Regions from separate parts of the Canis lupus genome. Here region 1 is linked to region 2. The links are chromatin contacts, called in public Hi-C maps. All regions are on one chromosome and are shown on one strand. Each heading gives the region's core, a stretch centred on a gene start, on an enhancer-like site or on the middle of the called end of the contact. The rest is flanking DNA. Distances are from core to core; before and after follow the strand shown. Region 1 overlaps SAMD4A (protein Smaug homolog 1). Region 2 holds the start of SAMD4A (protein Smaug homolog 1).

The links. Hi-C and Micro-C count contacts between places; a contact is called where the count stands out from the background.
Region 1: a Hi-C map of blood shows a contact between it and region 2, with 6 times the contacts expected there. The contact joins the enhancer-like site here to the promoter of SAMD4A in region 2. A contact is called at or near these places in 2 of 9 Hi-C or Micro-C datasets (blood and liver).

The regions. Positions count from the first base shown.
Region 1 is chr8:30,916,704-30,924,284 of UU_Cfam_GSD_1.0, reverse strand. The region is part of intron 3 of SAMD4A (protein Smaug homolog 1); the gene reads right to left. Among named protein-coding and RNA genes, the nearest start is that of SAMD4A, 140 kb to the right of the region's middle. Within about 2 kb of position 6,299, at least 2 of the 20 cell types and tissues checked have an H3K27ac peak or open chromatin away from gene starts, as enhancers often do. A contact at or near this core is called in blood, where this site is marked.
Region 2 is chr8:30,772,031-30,779,861 of UU_Cfam_GSD_1.0, reverse strand. SAMD4A (protein Smaug homolog 1) reads right to left here and starts at 1,368. Exons shown (of 12, transcript XM_038544762.1): 1 at 1,273-1,368.

The sequences.
Region 1 (7,581 bases), core at 5,050-7,549, 140 kb before region 2:
TCTGTCCCTACCACAATTAATCCCGTTCATCAGTTTGAGTAGTATTTCTTTAATTTCATGGTTTTAATTACGACAATAAATTTATGCAGAGGTTTGCAGCTGGGATATCTATATGTAGGCAGACCTAGAAGCCATCATTTATATACCTAATTATCTAATGAATCAACTGATTTGTCATTTGAAAAGATTGCGCATTTCCCCTGGGATGCCACTATTGTCTGACCTGGGCCTTAAAGCTGGTTATTTATTATTCATTGACACTTTATAATTAGTAGATCTGCAGAAACTCATTTTAGAGCCTGAAAAAACCATTAGGGATCATTTAATCAATATTTCTGTCTCCATGGTCTAGTCCCCAAGTAAGACAGTGGAAACTGAGGGAAGATGGTTGACCGGCTGAAGGTTTCATCGTAAATGAGAAACACTGAGCTCAAGTTCCAGGAATCCTTCTACCCTGGCTCTTAGCATCCAAATGCAGCCCTTGCTTTAACAGAAACAGCCAATATCCTATTAGTTATCCCGAGTTATGGTAGGAAGATCACTATTAGGAAAAGTTCAAGTTTGAATAGGAAGTTCTAGGCCAAGGAAAATATATTTTAGATGGTCCCCATTAAAGATTTTAATTTAAAAGAAGCAGATTTGGGGTGCATGGCTGGCTCAGTCAGAAAAGCATGCAACTCTAGATCTTGGGGTGGTGAGTTCAAGTCCCACTTTGGGTATAGAGATTACTTTTAAAAAGTAAATAAAGAACTTAAGAAAAAAAAGCAGATTTATCTCCATTTAAAATCAATGGCTATGAGTAGCATAAAGTTTTATTTCACTACCTAATTCTCAAAGATAGAAATAGTTATGGGTAAGATATTATTTTTTAGTGGGAAATAGGCACTGTACAAAGAGATCTACATTACATGTCATTCATTCATGCATACATTAATTCAATAAGTATTTATTCAACATCTGTGATATGCCAGGCAGCACTGCAGACAATAGGAATACTGCAGTGAACAAGACCAGGCCCCTGACTTCCTGGGATTTATATTCAAGTATAGGAGACTGATCATAAACAAGTAAACAAATTAAAATCGACTTCCAATTGATGCAGATGTTCTTCTGTTCTTTCTGGAAACGCACTAAAATGACAGCAAACGCATAAACCCATAAGGAAAAGAATTCAGGAGAGATGACAGGAGAAGACAGTGAGTCAATATTTTGGAAGCTGGAAACAGAAGGACACGGGATAACTGACTTGGGAGACCAAAGAAAGGTGACATGTATGTCCACAGGGAGGGGAAGTATGACCATTCATGCTACAGAAGTCCCAAGAAGTTCTGGACTCAGAGACCAGGTACCTTTAAAGGCAGGGATGCAGGGAGGGGCCAAAATAGGAGGTTTGGTATAAAGTATATCTTTTTTTAAAAAAAAGATTTTATTTCTTTATTCATGAAAGACAGAGAGAGAGAGAGAGTGAGAGAGAGGCAGAGACACAGGCAGACAGAGAAGCAGGCTCCATGCAGGGAGCCCGATGCAGGACTCAATCCGAGGACGCTGGGATTATGATCTGAGCCAAAGGCAGATGCTCAACCACTAAGTAACCCAGGTGTCCTGGTAGAAAGTATATCTAAGACACAAGAAGACCCTTAGATTCTTTTCCCCTACCCCATAAAACCAAGTGACTATCATCTTAGCACCTTTCTCCTAAAAGCACTTAGAACCCTGGCAGCCAGGCCTAAATCTTCCAGGAAGAGACAAAGGATTTCTCTAGGGGAAATGGACTGGTCCTTGAGAAAATAATTATAACTGGTATTTTGTATGAACCCCCAACAAAAGCAGCCAGGCCACATGCCTACCTGATCTCTCTGTGGTAAAATGCACACATATAAGTTTTTACTGCCTTCCCATTCAATGAAAAGACTCACCTGAGAGGGTCCAAAACAAAGAGAAAAAGAAACTATAAGGAAGCAGTGTTGGGAGGACAAAAAGACTCTAACACTCAACACTCATTGTCACATCTTCAGGGCTTTTAGCAAAGATTTTGTACCCATGAAACAAGAACAGTATGCAATAAGAAAAGGAACATGCAAAGAACAAGAAAGGAACTCTTACAATTTGAAAATGTGATAGCAGAGATCAAACCTTATATAATAGGTTTGGAAGATAAAGTTTTAGAAATCATCCAGCAAGCAGAACAAAAAGATGGAAATAGGACAAGAAAAGCTAAGGAGATCACAGGATCATTAGAGAGGAGCTATTATGTGATTAAAAGGAATTCCTAAAAAAGAGAATGCAGAGAATGAATGAGAAGAAAATATTTTTAAGATTCGAAAAAAATTCCTAGAACTGAAGGAGAACAAGTTTTAGGGGCACCTGGTGGCTCAGTCAGTATAACATACGACTCTTAGTCTCAGGGTTGTGAGCTCAAGGTATACATTGGTCGTGGAGCCTACTTAAATTTAACTAAAAAAAAAAAAAAAATGAAGAACAAGATTTTAGACCGGGGCTGAAGTAGGATGCTAGAAGTCTCCAGGAGCAATATCTTCAAGAAAAAAACACTCAGACGGCTTTCACAATCACTCATGGATGACGATTAGTCCCCTCTTTGTAATATGAGGAAATCAAGGCCAAGAGAGGTTAAGGCATTTCTCCAAGGCCACAAAGCTAGTAGTCAGTGGAATTGGGACTGAAACCCAGGTTGGTCTGACTCCAAAGCATGTGCTCTGAACCATAACTGATATTGCCTGAGATCTTTCTGGACTCTGATTCGGTAACCTAGTATATTAGCGACCTTGCCAGATCTGTGCAACCAGTGCCAGTTCCTGAATTCCCCAGAGTATAACAAAGGAGGGAATGTTGAGAAGTGTTGGGTCATTTGCCCCAATTCTCCCTTCAATCCTAGAAACAAATTTCTCCAGCACAAAAGGAAGATCCCCCAATGCTGCTCTGTGACAGGCCTAGAACTTCTAGGGATTCCTCACAATCATCATGAACTGGTTTGAGGTGGAAATTCCACCAAAGTTTCAACGGGGCAGGCTTGGCATTGGGATTCTATAGATTCATTAAGTTGAAGAGAAATATGGGTATCAAGCAGGTTTTTTTCTAGAGTTTCAATGGCTCAGCCAAGGGCCCATTCAAATCTTTGCCAATCTGGATGATTCCACAGGGCTGAGTTAAGCTGATCTAAAAGAGGGAGGCAAAAAAGGCGTTCCTCTGCATCCTTCTTTCCCAAAGTCAGGATTCTTTTTTTTTCCCTCCAAAATCAGGATTCTTAATAAACTACCCTTTCAAGTGCTTTGTTTCTCTCAGTCCATACCATTTAGAGTGGCAGAGTGGTCACAGGGTAGGAAGATTTCTGGAAGTAAACCATTTACTTAAGATGATGAAGTGCAGTTGAATAAACACCAACCTGCAACCAAAAGCAATCTCCTGGGTCAAGGAATTTTAGCAGCCCCTTTGCTTGGAGTCATACCAGTTTGAGAGTTTGACCCCTGAGTGGATAAAGCATCTTGCTCCTAAGCCACTGCAAGGGCAGCCAAAAATCCAACTCCTTGGTTAAAGAAAGAAACTTCTCTTTTCTCTTGGCCACTTTGTGGCCATCTTTCCAGAGTGAAGACTCAGGAGGTAAACATGAAATCTGCTCGCTCTGTCATTTCAGAGCAAGCACTTATTTCTTGTGTTGACCTTTCTAAAAAGTTTGTTCTTGCAATTGCACAAGGATGGAAGGCAGTTCCCATGCAGACGCGTGGACGTGAATGAAGAGAGGGTCACGAGTGTGACCTCGGCATCAAGCCGTCCCAGTTGAATGCTCAAAGATAGCTTTTTCTCTGAGCAACTGCTTCTCCAGTACCCCATAATTAGCCTGCTCTCGGAACTGCATACAGATTGAGTGGGGGGAAGAGGAGCAAGAGAATAACTCTAAAAGCAGATAAAAATTATGCAGCTGTCTCTAGCAAGAGAGAGAGAGAGAGAGAGAGAGAGAGAGAGAGATATCACCCACAGAAAATTAGGGAAAGGACTGTGACCATACAAAGCTTCCAATTCTTTTTCACAAATTTCATAGATTGAAAAGAAAACCTTCAAGCAACACATCATTTGCTTCCAAGGCTTCTACCCTCTCCGAGTATTGACAACTCTTATTCCTTAACAACAGTGAGCTGTGCACCCAAACTACCTTGAGTTTAGGATCTGCAGCTCAGATCCAGCCTTAGGGACTGGCTAGCCTTAATCACATTCTCAGCTCACACCCCAAGTAGAGACACTTTGAGGAACCAAAACCCTGACTTTGAAGTTGAGCACACAGCACTTTGGGATTTGGAGCTACGATGCCAAAAGTCAACAAATGCACACATGTGGTCATTTTTACCCAAAGATGCCATTATTATATTTACAGTGAGCTCTGGCTTTTAGAGTAATATAGAACATTCAGTTGGGATATTTAAATTATCTGGCTAAACCTAGCAGTTAAAAACAATATCACAGGCACAGAATAATTTCTTGGATAATGACGAACATATGTGAATAATTCCCTTCCTCACAGCCTAGTTCCCTGAGGCCTAATGACTATCCCCAACTCTTCCAACTTCCCAGGCATGCCGCAGTCTTGAATGTACTCCCACTGCACCCAGTGGATACAGACTCAGGCGTTATTCTAGCCAAGCCCTTCTGTCAACATCACTCCTCAGCAAGCTCTGTCTCTAGTTCCTTAAAGAATTGGGAAAGACTGCACTCTCTGCATTTAGAAATGCAGCCCAGGTGGGATTTAGCCCAGGTGGGCACCCCTTGCCCCCCATCCAACAGCATACAAATGTGACTTGTTAGAGACAGCAAACCAAAACAAAAAAAAAGTCACCTAAAGAATTCCAGTTGACTAGAGGACTATTATACACAATGCCAAAAAAATAAAAAAATCGCCCCATAAAATCCTTTCAGTAATTTGTTATCTTAAAATACTTATAGATTATTAACTTTGATAGAAAAATCACAGGAACTGAGGACTTTAACCTGATCTTAAGAGTTCCTGCCAATTAAGATTAATTAGAAACCAAGATAATGTATACCCCAAATCATGGTTTTAGTCGATGGAAAAATGATTTGATTCAAATAAAGGTCATTTCAGGCAACTTTGAAGAATATACCCACCTTGTAAATGAGACTTGTCTATATGGTATGTTCTCTCCCTTATGCTTCACTCTGATACTAGTGATAGATTACAAGAGTATGCTCAGTGTCTTAATCCTTGCCACCACTATCCCTCTTTTGCTGAGAAGCTGAACTTCTGGGCTCTGTGAGATAGTGTCAGGTGCTGTCGCCATCCACTGATGCCACTCAGAGACTGCTCCTCAAGAACTGGCACTGAGAGAGACATGTCTAATTTTATTTTGACTTAGGTATTGCAAAAGTTGTTGGGGTGTGTGTGTGTGTGTGTGTGTGTGTGTGTGTTAATACAAAATGGGTAATAGCTTTGGATGCGGAGCCCCAAAGTGTAACATGCCCACTTCCATTGTGGAAATATTTGACTTAACGGCACAGGAATAAGACCAGTAATATGCCAAATGTTTACCAGATCTCTGAAAACAAAGAATCTTCAAACAGTCCACTTTTCTCCCCCAAAGAATCTCATCAAGACGATGCCACAATCACAAAGCAAGAGTGGCTCTCAGGTGGCCTGTGATGCAGGTGCCATGCAACTGAACCCGTCGATCCTCTGATGTGTTCTCTCTAACCCAGATAGGATAGCAAACCCACATTTGTAATCGTAATGTGCTCTGGGGTCTCATCATCACCAAGATCTTTAGCTAGAATTGTTGCCAATCGTCTTTTCCTTCTATATGGCAGAGACCAAGGAACTCATGATAGTGCCTTTCCTTTTTTTTTTTTTTTGTGCCTTTCCTATTAACACACTTTAATATCCTTCTAAATGATCAACTCACTCCCTATCTGGCCTTACAACTCCAGGCTAAATTACCCTGCCTTTTCTTTTAGGAGATCTTTTTTCCCTTTTTCTTCACCAACATCTTCATTATCCTTTTCATTTTATATCTTTTTTTATTTTTAATAGGTGATACATGGCATGAACAGGATACTCACTTCAAAAGGTAAAGTAAAAAGTAGTTCTCCTGCACCCCCTGTCTGCCAGACTTTTCAGTTCCACACTCCAGGTAGCAGTTACTGGTGTTCACATTCTTTCAACAATGACAGGAACTGAAATCGTTATCAGGTTCTCACCAAGCGTGTAGTTAATGCCGAGTATAGCCGGGGAACCTCCCCCTGGCTTTGGCAGGCAGGCCCCGATGCTCTTATACCAGCCCAGCACGTTAGGTGGCATAGTATCCTCTTTCTCTTGCTCACCTCAATGTAACAGCAACGTGTACTCATCAGCTTCTACCTTAGAAGCATAGGATGAAAGAACTAACAAGGGTTCTTAGGGGTCATCCAACCTGGTGTCTTTGTGAAGATATGGGAGTACCCAACAGTGCGAGATCACACACTCTTAAGTGAGGTGACTTCCCTAACCTGCTGCTCTTTTCACTATGGCACATTCTTTTTCTTCCAGACGGTTTAAACTCTTGGGACTAGCCATACTTTCCTGGCTTGTATCTATGTGTGTGGCCTCATGTGTCTCTCACAAATCCAATTCTTTTCCTTAAGGATCATTTTTATAAATTTGAATAATAGCCTTACATTTATCACTGATTAAAAAAATTATTCCTGTTAGCAATGGATCCCAAGGAAGCAACAACCAATTTTTTTTTTACCTTACTCTTTACTTTTTCTTTTTTCTGGTCCATTTTAAGTCAGTTAGTAAGATACATCACTGGAACAATTCTTATGGGAATACTGATATTTGTGGAAGGCCAGCTCTTTATGGAGCTGAGTCAAAGCATCTTGATTTCAATTTAGCATATAGGAAGAGCTTTGTCATAGGGCTGCCCTAGGGAGCCTATTCCATCCTCATTTACTGCAAGGCCTAGCCTGGAGAAAAGTAGCAACCCTTACTGTATCCACATTAGCAACCAGGGCAGAAATAATAATAATAAGGGCTATTTTTTTGTTGAGCATCTCCTACTGGCAATCACTTTACATACATTTCTCATTAAATCCTCACAACAACCCTAAGTAGCTCTCAACTCATTTTCATTTAACCAACTTGCTAGACCAATCAGTATTTTCCCTTTAGCCTACTTCCTGATGTCCCCGATACATCAACTCCTCAAATCTTAAATTGTGCACTTCTGCTCCCACCCTAGAACCTGCAGGTGTACCAAGAATCCACTGAACCTTGTTCCTAAACCTGTTTATGCCAGTTGTACTTATTGTAATAATGTCATTTAAAAAGTATACAAATGATGACATATGAATTATAAGAGTTAATTGCACAAAACTTTGTTACATGCTTTAGAAATAGTCATTGTTTCGCTTAAAAATCTACTGTTGAATTCACCGAGAAAACTATAAGCTAAATGATAAAAAAAAATAAAAAAAACCACCATCCAGAAACAACTGATTGTTTTTTCGCAAATGTCTTCAAATTCTTGCTTCCATTTTGAAGATATCACAGACAATAATGCATCATGGGTGTGAATTATG
Region 2 (7,831 bases), core at 119-2,618:
CGGCCAGCGAGAGAGCGCGCCCGGGAAACGAGTGCATCACAGGGGGCGGGGGGGGGGGGCGCCCCGCGGGGGGTTTGGTTCCCCAGATTCCGGCAGCCCCCTCCGCACCCGGATGCGCGAGAGGAGCTACTGCCGTGCTGGGAACGGCCAGGAACCTCCTTCCCAGGTGCGGGAGGAGACCCCACGGCTTCCTGTTGCTGCCTCTGCGAACGGCTGGTGCTCCCCACACACCCCACCCGGGGTGGCCTCGAGGGCTGAGCCTGCAAACGCCAGCACCAGCAACAGATCTTCCTCGCGCGGAAAACTTGCAATGCGGCTGCGAAGGGGCGCGGGGGTGGGGGTGGGGGCTAATGCAAAACAGAGGCGGAGGCAGCAGCAGCCCGAGTTCCTTCCTCCTCCTCCTCCTCCTCCTCCTATACCTCCTCCTCTGCCCACCTCCTCCTCCTCCTCCTCCTCCTCGTTCTCTACCTCCTCTACCACCTCCTCCTCCTCCTCTCTTCCTCCTCCTCCACCTCCTGGAGAAGCAGCCGAGCGGCTGCAGCTCCATCTACAGCAACAGCCAGCATCTCCACCGCCAGGCGCCCCTCTGGATTTAGGCCGTGAGCAGCCGCGGCAGCAGCTCGAGACAAAAATAAACTCCCCACCCAAAGCTCCGCGCCCAGCGGGCGGAGGCGCAGCGGAGCCCCGGTTCCCCCGCGCCCCGCCGCGCCGCGCCGCGCCAGCCCACCCGGGCGGTCTCCGAGGGCCTGCTTCGCCCAGAGCGATCAGATGTGTGCGTGCGTGCGCGTCTGTGTGTACGAGCGTGTGTGCTTTAGGCATTCCGCCCCGGCTGCCACCGCCTACGGGCGGGTCCCGCCGGCCCAGCGTCTCGCCCGCGCTTCCCAGGCCGAAGGCTGCACGGCCCCGGGCGCGCGCCGAGCGCGGGGACGGCCGGAGCCCGGAGCCCTGCTTCCCCCGGCGGGCAGGGCGGCTCCGCGGACACTGCGGCTCCGCGCCGCCCGCACACGCCCCCCAACGACCGCAAAGAAGAAAGTTCGGCTTCGGGGGCTCCCCCCTCGTACGCCTGTCCGGGGGGCCGCGGGCTGCGGGGCGAAGAGCCCGGCGGCTCAGCCCTCGAGGGGCCGCTGGCAGCCAGCATCCCGCCTCGCGCCTCGCGCCTCCCGCCTCGCGCCTCCCGCCTCCCGCCTCCCAAAAGTTCCCGAGCAGAGGGGGAAGTCTCTCGGGAAGGGGACCCCGGGACCCTCCCGAGGTCGGAAGGCTGGGGGCGCTCACCTCGGCGCGGCTCATCCCGGCGGCTCGGGGCCCGACGCGTGGGTCGGGGCCGCGGCGGCTCTCAGCGAGGCTGCGGGCGCCCGGGGCGCGGGCCGCGGGCCATGCCGTCGGGGCGGGCGGCGCTGAGAGAGTGCGGCGCTGCGGGTCCGGGCCGCCGCCGCCGCCGCTGCTGCTGCCCCCAGTGTCGGCTCGCGGAGGACTGAGCCGCCGGAGCCGGAGCTCCCCACATGCTACTGATTAACATACACCATTACATCATGGGCTTGGCAGGGAGCGCCCGAGAGGGGGGAGAGGAACCCGGGCGGCGGCGGCGGCGGCGGCGGCGGCACGCGGGGGGAGCCGGGGGGAGGATCCCCGGACCCGGCCGGCGACGGGGGTGGGGGGGCGGATTCCTAAGTGGGGACCGGAGGAGGGGAGGGGAGCGGAGAGGGAGGAGCCGGATGGCGCAGAGGGTCGGGCTGGAAGGACCGCCCCGCACAGGGAAGAAGTTTGGAGAAGGGGAGGGGTCCGAGTGGATTCTTCCCCTGGCCTCCAGGGACTTCTGGAGAGTCGGGGCCCTGCAGCCGCGGGAGCGTTGGCAGCAGAGGACCCGAAGGGCGCCGGGGAGGGGGCGGCGCTGCCCCCGGCTGCGCGTCCTTGGGAATGCGGTTCGCCGACTCCTGGGGCCCGGGGACGGCCGATCGGCTTGGCCCGCGGGCGGCGGAGACCCGGGGTCACGGCTGCTGGGGGCGTGGGCGGGTCCCCGGGATCGCGGAGCAAAGGGCGGAGGCAGCCGAGGGGCGGTTCACAGAGCTGGACGTGCGTGGGTGCCGGGCCCGGGGTGGCGCTGGCCCGAGGGGTGCGAAGAGCGCCCGGCCTGATCACCCCTCACCTGGCTCTGGCCTTGGCCGCCCTTTGCTCTTGTGGGCGGCCTCGCGGGCGACCCGGCGCCCCTCTCGGGCCTCGCTCTCCCCTGGGGAGGCAGCCCGACTACTAGGGCCAGCCTGGGAGCTCGGCCTGGCGCGCGGGCGGTGGCGGCGGGCCCGGCTGGGGAAGAGCGCCGCCCCGGGCGGCCGCAAGGCGAGCGAGGCCACCTGTCGGCTCGTCTGAGTCGCCCCGCTCGCCAGTTCACCTGGGCCTGCACAGTGCGCGAGGCCGGGCGGGGGTCGGCGGTCCACGTGCGCGCAAGAGAATAGGGGCGTGCGGCGTAGGGTGGGCTGGGAGAGGCATAAGGTGAGCCGGAAAAGTGCTGCCAGCTAGTCTCAAAAGTACAGGATTAGGGGCGCCTGGGCGGCTCCGTGGTTGAGCATCTGCCTTTGGCTCAGAGGGTCGTGATCCCAGGGTCCTGGGATCCAGTCCTAAATCAGGCTTTCCTGTGCCTGTGTCCCAGCCTCTCTCTGTGTGTCTCTCATGAATAAATACATAAAATCTTAAAAAAAAAAAAAAAAAAAAAGAAGGATTGGTTAAAAATCCCCTAAAACCTAAAAATCACTGTACCTGCTATTATCAGGTGAATATTCACGGGTGGACTTGAATGCCAAATCCGGCCAGTTCCGTGTTTTCAGTGAAACACTGAGCCCTTGAACATTTTCTCCAGTAACTTGAAGCTTTGTTTATAAAAGAGTACTTCTGAGAAATCAGTGAAATGCGTGCTTCAGACTCAGCCTTCCCTACTCTCGCTAACACAATATTTTTGTACATAAAGTATTTGAGATATTATTCCAGTAATGAACATTTCCGTTTTTCAACTCCAGCGTATGTCCCTGGAATTTCAATTCTGCTTTCCTTCCTCAAATCTAGTTTCTGCACCGTTTACTAGGTGTCAGACGTGTGAGAGCACCTGTCTGTTGGGGGTAGTGAAAGGTCTTGTGGAGCTGTAAAAGCTTAGGTGTTACCATTAAAATAGGGTATGTGAATAATTTTTAAGTCCATTATCAACCAGGAAAGGTATCTGCATGATTTAATGAATGTTTTCCCTGAAATAGAGAATTCTTTTTTTTTTTTTTTTTTGAAATAGAGAATTCTAAAGACAGTGGGGAGGATTTTTTTTTCTTTTTATTATTATAGAGGCAGAAAGATCTTGACATCATTTGCTCCAAGACATTACTATCAATTAGCCAGTCCTAAGTAATAACTCCTATCAGGAAATGGGGAGGAGGGTTAAAGGGTCTACCCTGGTCGTATACCTTGCTATCAATGGCAGCCAGAAAGTACAAGTTCCTCATCTGAAGCTTTTGAAAATCGCCAAGGTTTCCACTTTTTTAAGAAGGTAAAAGAAACATCAGTTTCATTAATTTATCTGTTGTCACCTGCACATTATTGAAGGAATAGTAAAACTAAAAAACAATCAACAAACCTTGAGGCAAATGTTCAAGAATTCTACTTTATGCTGAAGAAAATACGCCACCTACTGGAAAATGTAGTCCTTACAGCTTTAACCTAGGAAAAGATTTGGATTTAGCTAATTTTTGAGCTATTTTTGAGAAATACAAAGAAGAGCATGAATGAATTTTTAGTCCCTCTTGTTTTTGTGGGTTCACAATACTTGTGGTTTCCCTTTTCTCTGGGCCTTTCCTCTGATGAGAAAGGAAGTATAGATAAAACCCCATGATGCTGCTTTTTTATTCTGCAAAGTGAAGTCAAGACTCTGAGGGAAGAAAATACTCTATCAGCTAAATATATGTTTTTGTATTAAATGTGAAATTTTCCCATATGAACCTGTACCAAGTTTTTATGGATAATTAAAGAGTGGCTAACAAGTACTAAAAATCCACACCACTTGGAGAAGGAATGAAAATATGGGATAAAAGAGATTATTAATAGGTCTGTGTTCACTATTTTCCTATTTATTCACTTGAAAAATACCTAACGCTCACCTACTTTGTTCCAGGCACTGGATTAAGCAGTGAGTACAGAGCACAGGTACTGAGTCTATAGTGGTGTGCCAACCAAAAGATTCTCCATATGAATGACAGAAGAGAATATCAAATGAATTAACATTCTTTTAACATTCTTTTGATTTTCTCATTCCTAGAATCTGGGAAGGGAAGAAATTGGTGTTTGCTCAGTGAATAATACTTTTGATCAAATATCTCATGTTCAACTGTTTCAAAGATGACTAAGTCCAGACAAATCAGTGCCATGTTTATAAATCACTGCTTAAGAAAATGTCTAGGTACTGTGTGTATCAATAAGATATCTCCAGGAGCCCATGTCTATATATTTTAAATTCACATTTCTTCTAGAAGTAATAAAATAAAACAAGAAAAGGAAGTACGTTAGTTATAGAGACATTAAAACACGCTCTCTATCTAGGGTGCCTGGGTGGCTCAGTCAGTTAAGTGTCTGCCTTTGGCTTGGGTCAGGATCCTAGGGCCCTGTGACAGGCTCCCTGCTCAGTGGAGGGTCTGTTTCTCCCTCTTCCTCTGTCTCTCTGCCAGCCTGTGCTCTCTCCCTGTCAAATACATAAATAAAATCTTTAAGCAAATAAATAAAAGAAAACAAGTTATCTTTAACTATTTGCTGTATAAATTAGCAAAAGTCTTAAAATCTCCACATAAAGGGATGCCTAGGTGGCTCAGCAGTCAAAAGCATCTGCCTTTGGCCCTTGGCGTGATCCCAGAATCCCGGGATCGAGTCCCACATCGGGCTTCCCCAACGGGGCCTGCTTCTCCCTCTGCCTATGTCTCTGCCTCTCTCTCTGTGTGTCTCTCATGAATAAATAAAATCTTTTTTAAAAAATTTCCACATAAAGGTAAAAGACAATGAATAGTTATTATTCATTCAATGATTTAATAACTATATATTGAGTATTCTGTGTCAGGTCCTCAAGCTACAATATTGAAGATAGATGGTGTTTTCTATCTAACATAAAAGCTTATATATATTATAATTTGAATTTCATATATAAATGTAATGTAATTTATTTTTTTTGTATTTTTTGTAATGTAATTTATAAGGAAAATGTAACAATAAAATAAATAATAACAAATAATAAAAAAATAAATAATAATAAACACAAATAAAATTTCACGTATCCATTCCATATTGCATATATTCATAGGAGGTAAAAGGTGTTGAAAAGATTTCCACCAAAATGATAACTATTCATGATTTTCCCTGGATGGTAGAGTTACTGAGAATTATTATTTTATTTCTCTATATTTTCTAATTTTTTTTACCATATGTCCAAAAGTTGAAACAAAACAAAACACTGCATAAGCCCAGGACCATTGACTATAATTAAATTTAGAAAGTTTCCAAAAAAAAACACACTGCAAAAATTAGATCTTCAACTCCCAAAAATTGTTTAGGAGACTGTTTGCTTCCTCTCGGGGTCTTGTCTCAGTCTCATTACTAAATCTTCAGGCCTCAACTCTGGTCTTTCCAGGCCCCAGTTCAGATACTTCCTGTGGTTTCTGAATCAACATTGAATACATTCCAGGCTCTTTGGCCTGAAATACAAAGACTCCAGCATTTGGCCACTTTCTGCTGCTCTGGACTCTACTCCTGAATTTCATTCACTAATTCATTCACCAAGAAGTATTTATTGAATATAAATCACTGTGCTGGGCAAATAGAGGATACAGAGGTAGAAGAGAAGGCATGGTCTCTTCAGCCTCTAGTGGAGAACACAAACTATGCGTGCACACATACTTCACTAAATAAAGAGTATAATGTGCAGTGAGTCTAGGGAAAGACCTTACCTAGTGTTGAACGAGACCAATGGAGGCAGAAACTTTCCTAGAAAATTCAGAAATACACTTTGTGTCCGGTGCCTTTTTGGTTGGTTCTCAATGGGTGAATAGTTTCAACAGAGATAGGCAAAATTTTAAACACTGATAACATCTGGTGTGTGGATGTTGTTTGTACCAGTAGAGCGTCCTCAGCAGTTCAAGTTTATATACTTTCAGTTCGCATTTCTTCTAGTAATAAGACACAACAAGGAGAAATACAGGTCTTCCCAGACTTTACTAGTGGCATTATACTTGTAAAGTGATCCAACAGTATCTACTAAATTAGGCATATCCTTTAACCTGACAATCTCACTTCTAGGAATCCATCCTACGGAAGCTAAAGTATCATTACTATAAAGTATACAAAAATATACCAGAGTGTTAATATAAGAATGTTAATTTTAGCATTGTTTATAAACAAAAACACTAGACTGCTTATCTGTAGAGGAATGTGTTAATTATCAAACCTCCATGCTAGAAATCTTATACAGCTATTTTTAAAAATGAGTCATAGTTGGAAAAAATACATCAAAAAATGATAGATTGATGAATAAATAGAGGGATACATAGGTAAAGTAATACATGATAAATATGACAAAATGTTGATTGTAGAATCAACAGGTGTTTAACACTCAATTCTTCCATTTTTTATATGTTCATGTTTATAACAAATTGGTGGGGATAAAAATGATAAGTCAAATTTCATGTATTGGTCTAAAAATAAACTTTTTTAAGTTGTAGAATAATGTCTATGCTATAATTCTGTTTTTGTGGCAAGAGTCTTGAGTCCTGGAACACAACCCTATCACTTCCCAGCCATTTGACCTTTTACTAGTCACTTCCCATTCTGTGCTTTGTTTCAATGGTAACAAATCTACCTTGTTATTGTTATGAGTAAATAATTTGATACATCTAAATTTCTCTAAAATACTGCAGGCATATAGTAAGTGTTCAATAATCTTATATATTTTTAAGATTTTTATTTATTTATTCATGAGAGACATAGAGAGAGAGACAAAGACACAGGAAGAGGGAGAAGCAGGCTCCTCACAGGCAACCCGATGTGGGACTCGATCCCGAGACCAGGATCACGCCCTGAGCCAAAGGCAAATGCTCAACCGCTGAGCCACTCAGGCATCCCTCAATAATGTTATTATTAAATATGATTGTTTGAGAGAGGAAAGAGGTTATGTGAGTGGGAGAGGGCAAACAAATCTTTGTCTCTATAAATATGTTGTAAGTACAAATATATATATATTTGTATGGGGATGTTTGTTTGTTTGTATGTTTGGTACAACCCCATGAGGGAACAATCAGAACAATCAGACAAAGCCAGAAAGAGAGACATTCTCCAGGACAACTGGTCTGGGAAAAATGGTGGAAGGACTGTTCTAGATTAAAAGAGACAAAAGGCACATAACAACCATATGCAATGTGTTATTCTTGATTGCCTCCAGGTTTGAAAAAAATAGCTATAAAGGATATTACATTTGGGGGACAATTGAGAAAATTTTGAGCATAGGCTTGGAAGCTGATATTAAGGCAATTATTATTAGTTTTGTCAGATTTGACTGATATTGTGGATATGAAAAAGAATACCTTTTTGTTGTTTTTAAAGGATATTCATGCTGAGGTGTTTGGGAGAGGGGTCAAGGGATCAAGATGTCTACAGCCTACTTTGAAATTGTTCAGCAAGGGGTGCCTAGGTGGCTCAGTGGGTTAAGGATCTCAGAGCAGGTCTTGATCTCAGGGTCTTGAGTTCAAGTCCGATGGTGGACTCCAGAATGGGCAGGAGCCGAAAGAAAGAAAGAAAGGAAGGAAGGAAGGAAGGAAGGAAGGAAGGA